Linked DNA regions of Ovis aries: region 2 is linked to region 1. The links are chromatin contacts, called in public Hi-C maps. All regions are on one chromosome and are shown on one strand. The core of a region is the stretch at or near the end of the contact, and the rest is flanking DNA. Distances in the headings are between cores, read along the strand shown. Region 1 overlaps SLC12A7 (solute carrier family 12 member 7). Region 2 overlaps TRIP13 (thyroid hormone receptor interactor 13).

Region 1 (3,789 bases), core at 685-3,184:
TCACCGCCGAGCCTCCTAGGAAGCCCACTCAGGAGTGGAGTGGAGGCTGGGGACTCTGTCGTGACCTGGGACACTTTTCACGAGAGGACCCTAAGTGGTCACTGGGGACAGCGACCACCTCTGTGCTTCACAGACACGGCTGGGGCGGGAAAGTGGGTGCAGAGCCCACGGCAGCCGCGGGCTGGGCAGCCAACCCAGGCCTGTGCGGACCCGGGAAGGACCTCAGCAGAAGGGCAGGGACCGGGCGGGGGAGGGCAGGGCACGGGGCTCCCCGACTGGCAGGTGTGCAAACCAGGCTCTGTCACCACCCAGAGATCCCACGGTACCGTGTGGGCCCAGAGACACCCCAGCTGTTCCCAGCAGCAGGCCGGGTCGGTCCACTGCAAGCAACGCACAAGCCCTGCCCACAGCCACCGGCGAGCGGGGAGTGGGCCCTTGTGGTGGGCTGTGCGAGGCGGGGAGGCCAGGGGGGCCGCACTGTCCTGCCCGCGTGGCAGCCGGGAAGGAGGACCAGCAGCCGGCACAGACCGCTGCCGGGATAGCGAGCTGGACGGGGCTGGGTGGGGCTCCAGTGTGCACTGGGGTGAGCAGCCCTCACCGGAGGAGAAAGACCATCGGACTCTTTACCATCTGAGCTCCCAGGGAAGCCGCCTGCTGGGCAGGGCCCCACAAATACTCCGCCGTGTTCATTCACATAAGCGCGTGGTTAAGCAGCCACTACCACCATCTCCATTTCTGGGACTTTCTCATACTGCAAAACTGAACTTTTCTCCCTTAAACATCAGCTCCCCACCCCTGCCCCACCCCAGGAACCCACCGCCCTATGCTCCGCCTCTGTGGCTCTGACTATCCAGGTCCTTAGCCGGGACCCGCTCAGTGCCTGTCCTTCCCTGACAGCAGAGCCTCGAGAACCTTCCATGCTGGGGCCTGTATCAGAAGGTCTTTTTTTAAATAATATTTATCTATTTATTTCGCTGCTCTGGGTCTCAGCCTCAGTATGTGGGATCTGGTTCCCTAACCAGGGATCAAACCCAGGCCCCCTGCTTCGGGAGCTTGGAGTCTCGGTCACCAGATCACCAGGGAAGTCTCAGACGTCCTTCCTTGGAAGGTGGAATCCCATTCCAGAGTCTGAATGGGCCGCGCTGTGTTTATCCATCAGCCACTGGCAGACACCTGGGTTCCTTCCACCTCTGATCACTCACTTCACTTCGTGCTCCCTGTTGGGGTCGTGGGGGGCGCTTCCCAGGGTCTGTGTCAAGTAAACATGAGCATTTAAACTATGCTCCCTGTGGGGACGGGGTCACAAAGGTGCGCACACGTGCACACAGCCCCCAGAAGGAGACAGGAGGCCTCTCAGTGGCCGACTCTGACCGACAGACGGGGGTGCCGACTCTCGTGGGACACTCCTCTGGACCTGCTGCGTCTGGTGACATGCAATGGAGACAAAAATACCTCACAACCTTTTAAATGAAACAGCTGCTGAAGCCCGCAGATAAGTGGGCCACCCTCAAGTGCCCAGGGCAGTGATTTCTGCCCTATTATTACCCACAGCGCAGATAGCGAGGCCAGGACCTGCCCCAAGGTCATGCCACCCGTCCTGGGCCCAGAGAGAGGACTGCAGCCGGGCTGGGGGCCGCACGTGGCTCTGGCTGACTCCCGGGCACGAACCTCTGAGGGACGCTTGAGAGTGTCGCAGCGCGTGGGGACACACGCAGGCCTGGCTGTGGCCAATTCTGCTAACCGTTCCCCACGCGGGCTGAGCCGTCACCCTGAGTTTCAAACTTCAGATCTGCTCTGGCAAATTGAACCAAACCCAGCTCTCCTCTCGGCTTTCCTTGATTCCCTGAGGAGAGAGAGACGGGAAGTGCGTTTGATGGGCAGTCTCTGGGCTGGACAGCTCTCTCTCGGCCTAATGACCTCATTCAAACCTTAAACGCTGGGCTTGAGCCACGTGAGCATGGAGAAGGCTGTGCTAGCTCGTAAGTCCCGCCTCTGTCTACAGAGAACGGCTTTTTGTATAAAAGCTACAAGCCATTAATTTCTATTTTCTCACGGCAATGAGTTAAAAATACATTTTAAAAATAAGCTCTGATTGCCACTGAGGTTTGCCAAGGTCACACAGGCCTCAGACTCAGAATCCACCAGCTCAGGCTGTGCCCAGCACAAGATCCGGGTCCTTTGAGAGACAAGCTCGGCGGGTCAGACCCTGTGATGTGAGGGAACGCTGAGCCCAGAGGAAAACAAAACCCAGGGCTAGACCGTCTAATTGCTACACTCCCGAGGAGAACAGGGATGCAGGACAGGAAAGCGGAACCAGAAAAGCCCTGTGACTGCAGCTTGGGAGGGGTCACGGGAGGGGCCGGGCCAGAGGGGAGGAGGTCATGGGAGGGGCCGGGCCAGAGGGGAGGGGGTCATGGGAGGGGCCGGGCCAGAGGGGAGGGGGTCATGGGAGGGGCCGGGCCAGAGGGGAGGGGTCATGGGAGGGGCCAGGCCAGAGGGGAGGGGGTCACAGCAGGGGCCCGGCCGGAGGGGACAGGAAGAGAGTTTCAGGCACCCTGGGACAGCAGCTCCTCCGGGCTCCCACGCCAGCAAGGATGGGCATTGAAAAGGAAAGACACACACGCCCCAGCGTTCACTGCAGCGCTGCTCACAGCAGCCAGACACGGAGACAGCCCAAGTGTCTGGACAGAGGAATGGAGAGAGACGTGGCCCGTAAGACGACAGAATATTGCTCAGCCGTAAAAGCAGGTGAAACGCCGTTTGCAGCAACGTGGACGGACCTAGAGATGACTACACTAAGTGTAGTGAGTCAGAGAAAATGTGTCGCTTACACGTGAGTCTAAAAAAGAGACACAAATGACCTTATTTACGAAACAGACACTGCCCCCTGCCCCAGACAAAGCAAACTGAGGGCTCCCAAAGGGGAAAGCGGGGGGTAGACTAGGGGCTGAGGGTGAAGCGACACCCGCTGCTGACACCACGGCGCCCAGCAGCCTCCGTCTCGGGGAAAGTCGCAGCCTGACAGGTGGCGCGGAACTGGCGTGATGGAGCCGCAAGAAAATACAGGACCTCGGCCGGCATTACACTCACAGAAGCCAGGGACACCTGCTTCCAGTTCAGTTCAGTTCAGGCGCTCAGCCGTGTCCGATTCTTTGCGACCCCATGAATCGCAGCACGCCAGGCCTCCCTGTCCATCACCCACTCCCGGAGTTCACTCAGACTCATGTCCATCAAGTCAGTGATGCCATCCAGCATCTCATCCTCTGTCGTCCCCTTCTCCTGCCCCCAATCCCTCCCAGCATCAGAGTCTTTTCCAGTGAGTCAACTCTTCCCATGAGGTGGCCAAAGTACTGGAGCTTCAGCTTCAGCATCATTCCTTCCAAAGAAATCCCAGGGCTGATCTCCTTCAGAATGGACTGGTTGGATCTCCTTGCAGTCCAAGGGACTCTCAAGAGTCTTCTCCAACACCACAGTTCAAAAGCATCAATTCTTTGGTGCTCAGCCTTCTTCACAGTCCAACTCTCACATCCATACATGACCACTGAAAAAACCGTAGCCTTGACTAGACGGACCTTAGTCGGCAAAGTAATGTCTCTGCTTTTGAATATACTATCTAGGTTGCCCATAACTTTCCTTCCAAGGAGTAAGCGTCTTTTAATTTCATGGCTGTAGTCACCATCTGCAGTGATTTTGGAGCCCAAACAAAGTCTGACGCTGTTTCCACTGTTTCCCCATCTATTTCCCATGAAGTGATGGGACCGGATGCCATGATCTTCCAAGGCCTGCATT
Region 2 (3,789 bases), core at 558-3,057, 120 kb before region 1:
CGCCGCGATACCATGTATCCCCAGGCCCCCACGGTCACCGTCGAGGGCTTCCTCCACGCCCTGTCTCTGGCTGTGGAGAAGCAGTTTGAGGAGAGAAAGAAGCTCTCATTGTGCACATGACCTGGCACCCCCGTCCTCGCTGAGCACACCGCGGGAAGGCACCATCGCTTCCTCAAAGCAGCGGCTGCCCCAGGACAGCTGAGGCCACGGCTGAGACCTGCAGGCTGGTGTGATGCAAGAAGCGTGCTGTGCCTACACGGTGTTGCTCAAGAAGGGTGTCGCGTTCATGTGCTTCAAGTGCGTGTCCGAAGACAAAACAGCCTGTTTTCTGTTTTGAAAGACGATCATCTGAGCTCAGTGTCTCTTTATAAAGAACTGTCTAGATGTCCTGATTCTATCCTGCTTCTGGTTGATTGGACCCAAAATGCTGACGTTTTATTTAAAAAGATAATTAATGTAAGTTTTATAGAAACAAAAGAGAAACTGCATTGCCTTAAAGAAAAATATAATAGCATTAAAAAAAAGTACACATTGCTCAAGACGAGGCAGCATTTGCTTCCCGCTGCAAGCTCGTCCTGGTTAGTGCGCACGTCCTGCAGAGTGTGCGGTGAATAGGGGCCTGTCCCTGTGTTACAGGAATCAAGAGAAAAGTTCAAGGTCAGTGCACTTCTTGGTAGCAGGTACAGCAGCTCTGCTTGTCAGGGAGGGGCAGCTGACGGGGCTGCCTCCCTGGGGACCAGCGTGGCCGGCCTCATGGCGACGTTTCCCGGTGAGGCGTTTGTTGAGGGACGTTAGTCACGGCTTAAACGAAGATTCCCAATAACAGATTTAAAGTGAATTGGCCAATAACTGGTGTATTCCACAGAACCTTGCTTTGCTTTTATCTCATGCTAAAATAAATTTCATATCACTGTTTTATAAAACATTTTTAAGAGTATGTTACCTTTTGTCTTAAAATTTTTTAAGTATTAAAAATCTTTTTCCAAAATTTTCTCATATTGATTCTCTTAACAGTCCAAATGCTTTGAGTTTTAAGTCACTCACACGATGACATAACTTCAGCCTGTCTTAACCCGTCGGGGTGGAGGTGCGCTGTCTGCACGTGGCCGTGCAGCCTGGGTCGGGGCTAGGCTGGGGTGGGGGACCCAGGGTTCCACCCCTGGGCCATCAGCCAGCCTCGGCTCTGGTCAGGTCCAGGGCTAGAGCGAGCACGGCCTTGGGGGCCAGGGCCCGGCTCTGTGGTTTCCTCAAGACCCTGAAATAGGGTGAGAAGAGAGGTCTGTGCACACGGCGGGTGCTCCATGCTCCACGGTTGCTGCTGAGGAGCCCAGTGTCCTGATGGGAGGAGAGGGTCTGGGAGGGGATGCCCAGGGCGGGGCCGTGTACAGGGGCAGACAGATGAGTGAGGGGGCAGCCCAGAGGGGCAGCCCTGAGAAGGCTGGGGGCGGGTGGGTGAGGCCTGCACCCCGAATCTGAGGGGTGGTCCATGCAGTGGGCCACTGAAGCCCCGAGTGGGCTGGGGGTGGGTGGGTGAGGCCTGCACCCTGAATCTGAGGGGTGGTCCATGCAGTGGGCCACTGAAGCCCCGAGCAGGCTGGGGCTGGGTGGGTGAGGCCTGCACCCCGAGTCAGGGGTGGCCCGTCCTCCAGGCCCTTTCCCAGAGTTGGGGGGGGGTGTCTGATGCCGCCGTCCACGGACACCAGGGGGCAGCGCTGCTCTGTGGGATGGACAGGAGGGGCCTCCGGGCAGAGGAGTGGTCCGCAGAGGCAGCCGCCTGGCTGCGTCCCCGCCTGGCCTGGTAGGCCCGCCCACACACACCAGCATGCGTCCAGGCCCCACAGAGGTCCGAGCACGCATGCCTGGCAGTGGTGGGGCGTGGCTCTTCTGACCGCTGCCTCGGTGCCAGCTCACTCTGGGTTGGGGCTGGGCCTGGTAGGAGGAGGGGTCGCACCCGGGCCCCCAACCAGAGGCGGGCACAGGCTTGTGGGCACTTTCTGGGCCATGGCTGAAAGCCCGAGGTGCCCACGGCTGGGCCCTGGGTTCAGGATGGAGGTACGCTGTCCTCCCACGGGGGCAGGCTTCTGGGTGGGCACGGGCGGGAAAGGGGCCAGAGTGCCAGCCTGGGACACCCAGGGGTGTGGTGCTGCCCGCCCGGCTTCTGCTGAGTCCCCGGCCCAGCACACAGGCCTCAGGTCCGACCCCTCCGCGGGCAGGGGCACCTACGAGAGAGGCCGAGGACACGGCCCAACGGAGCAACCGTCCCCGGCAGGACAACCCGGAGGCCGAGGTGACAGGGACCGCAAGGGTGAGCGTCAGGGTCATGCCACGGAGGAAACACGTGCTGAGCTACAGCCCCTCTGCCCAGCGCGGAGGCGACGCGGGGCGGAAAGGCCCCCGGAGAGCCGACAACCGCGGAGGCCCTGCTGCGGAGGCTGTGGCTCCCGCCTGGCAGCTTCTTCGCCCCAGCGAGGGGGCTGCTCCCGGGGAGGGGGCTCCTGTCCCCGCGGCAGCCCTGCTCCCGGCTGAAGCGTCCTTTCGGGTGGGGAGGGGGTTTTCCATCCCCTGAGCTCTGATTTCTGACCCTAACTCCTTACCGTCCAGAGCTGTGGCGCTCGCCCTGGCAGTCCCCAGCACCGCGTGCCCCGGGCCGTCCTGCTGAGGCCGTCGGCTCTGCTGTTGGAAGCCTGTCTCCTCCGGCCTTCGCCGTAGGTTAGGACGAGGAGACTTCGTCCCCAGTCGCCCGAGTCCTGATTACTGACCGCAAACCTCCTTCCTCTGTCCCCTGACGTTATTCACAACGTGAAACTGTTTTCCGGAGAATCATCACTTCAGAGGGGCAGGAAGCTTTCCATTTCATGTCCCCTGAGCTGCTTGTGGCTGCAAATGACCTTCCCTGTCACCCGGCATGCCTCTGTGGTGGGCGAGCCTCCGTCTGGACCACCTGACTTAGGATCTATGACCAGGAAACTTCTTTCCGTGTCACCCGACTTGGGTTTTATGACTGGAGTCATTTCATGTTACCTGGGTGACCGTTTGCGACGGGAACTTTGCCCTGAGTCCCTGGAGTTGCCACCTGGGGTCGGAAGCCGCTCTTACGCGGCTCCCGGCTCAGCGTCTGTGGCTGAACCTTCTCTTCCGCCCCCGGCGTTGACGCTGTGGCTGGCAGCCGTCCTCCACCACCTCCTGAGCCACCATTCCTGGTGCAGGCTTTCCTCTCTCACTAGTTTCGAGCAGCAGCCTCAGCGTTGCTGCCTGAGCTGCCGTTTGTGACTGCTCCCTTCTTCCTCTGGCGCGCGAACCCTCATTTCCCACAGGACCCCTTCTGTCCCGGCACCTGAGTCGCCACACAAGGCCGGAACGTTTCCTGCTCCGTGACCCCTGTTACCTTTGTGACGAAAAGTCTTCTTCTGTGACCCGAGTTGTTGTTTATGGTGGAAGGCTTTTTATAACATCGGTTGCCGTTTCTGACTAGAAGCCTTCTTTCTCTATTGGCTCATTGCCGTTCGTGACTGAATTTTTTTCCCTCCTGAGTGACCATCTATGGCCGAACAATCTTCTTTCTCCATAACTTATGACAAGCTACCTTGTTTTTTTTTATCACCTGGCAACATTTAGGCCTGGAAAGCTTCCTTCTCTCAACTGACATACCATTTATGAGTGAAACACTTTCTTTGTCACCTGAATCATTAGTTATTGGAAACCTTCTTTCCCGCCTTATTTGTGACCAGAAATCTTCTTTCTCTATCACCTCAGTTCTCTTCTTGGACTAGAAACCCTCTCTCTGTATCA

The links. A called contact is a pair of places that touch in the nucleus more often than the background predicts.
Region 2: a Hi-C map of hypothalamus shows a contact between it and region 1, with 3 times the contacts expected there. The contact joins two enhancer-like sites. A contact is called at or near these places in 3 of 16 Hi-C or Micro-C datasets (hypothalamus, liver and tail adipose tissue).

Annotation. Positions count from the first base shown.
Region 1 is chr16:71,304,201-71,307,989 of ARS-UI_Ramb_v3.0, reverse strand. The region is part of intron 1 of SLC12A7 (solute carrier family 12 member 7); the gene reads right to left. Among named protein-coding and RNA genes, the nearest start is that of SLC12A7, 19 kb to the right of the region's middle. Within about 2 kb of position 1,934, at least 8 of the 54 cell types and tissues checked have an H3K27ac peak or open chromatin away from gene starts, as enhancers often do. A contact at or near this core is called in hypothalamus, where this site is marked.
Region 2 is chr16:71,421,654-71,425,442 of ARS-UI_Ramb_v3.0, reverse strand. TRIP13 (thyroid hormone receptor interactor 13) reads left to right here. Exons shown (of 13, transcript XM_027980198.2): 13 at 25-925. The coding sequence ends at 120. Among named protein-coding and RNA genes, the nearest start is that of TRIP13, 16 kb to the left of the region's middle. Within about 2 kb of position 1,807, at least 6 of the 54 cell types and tissues checked have an H3K27ac peak or open chromatin away from gene starts, as enhancers often do. A contact at or near this core is called in hypothalamus, where this site is marked.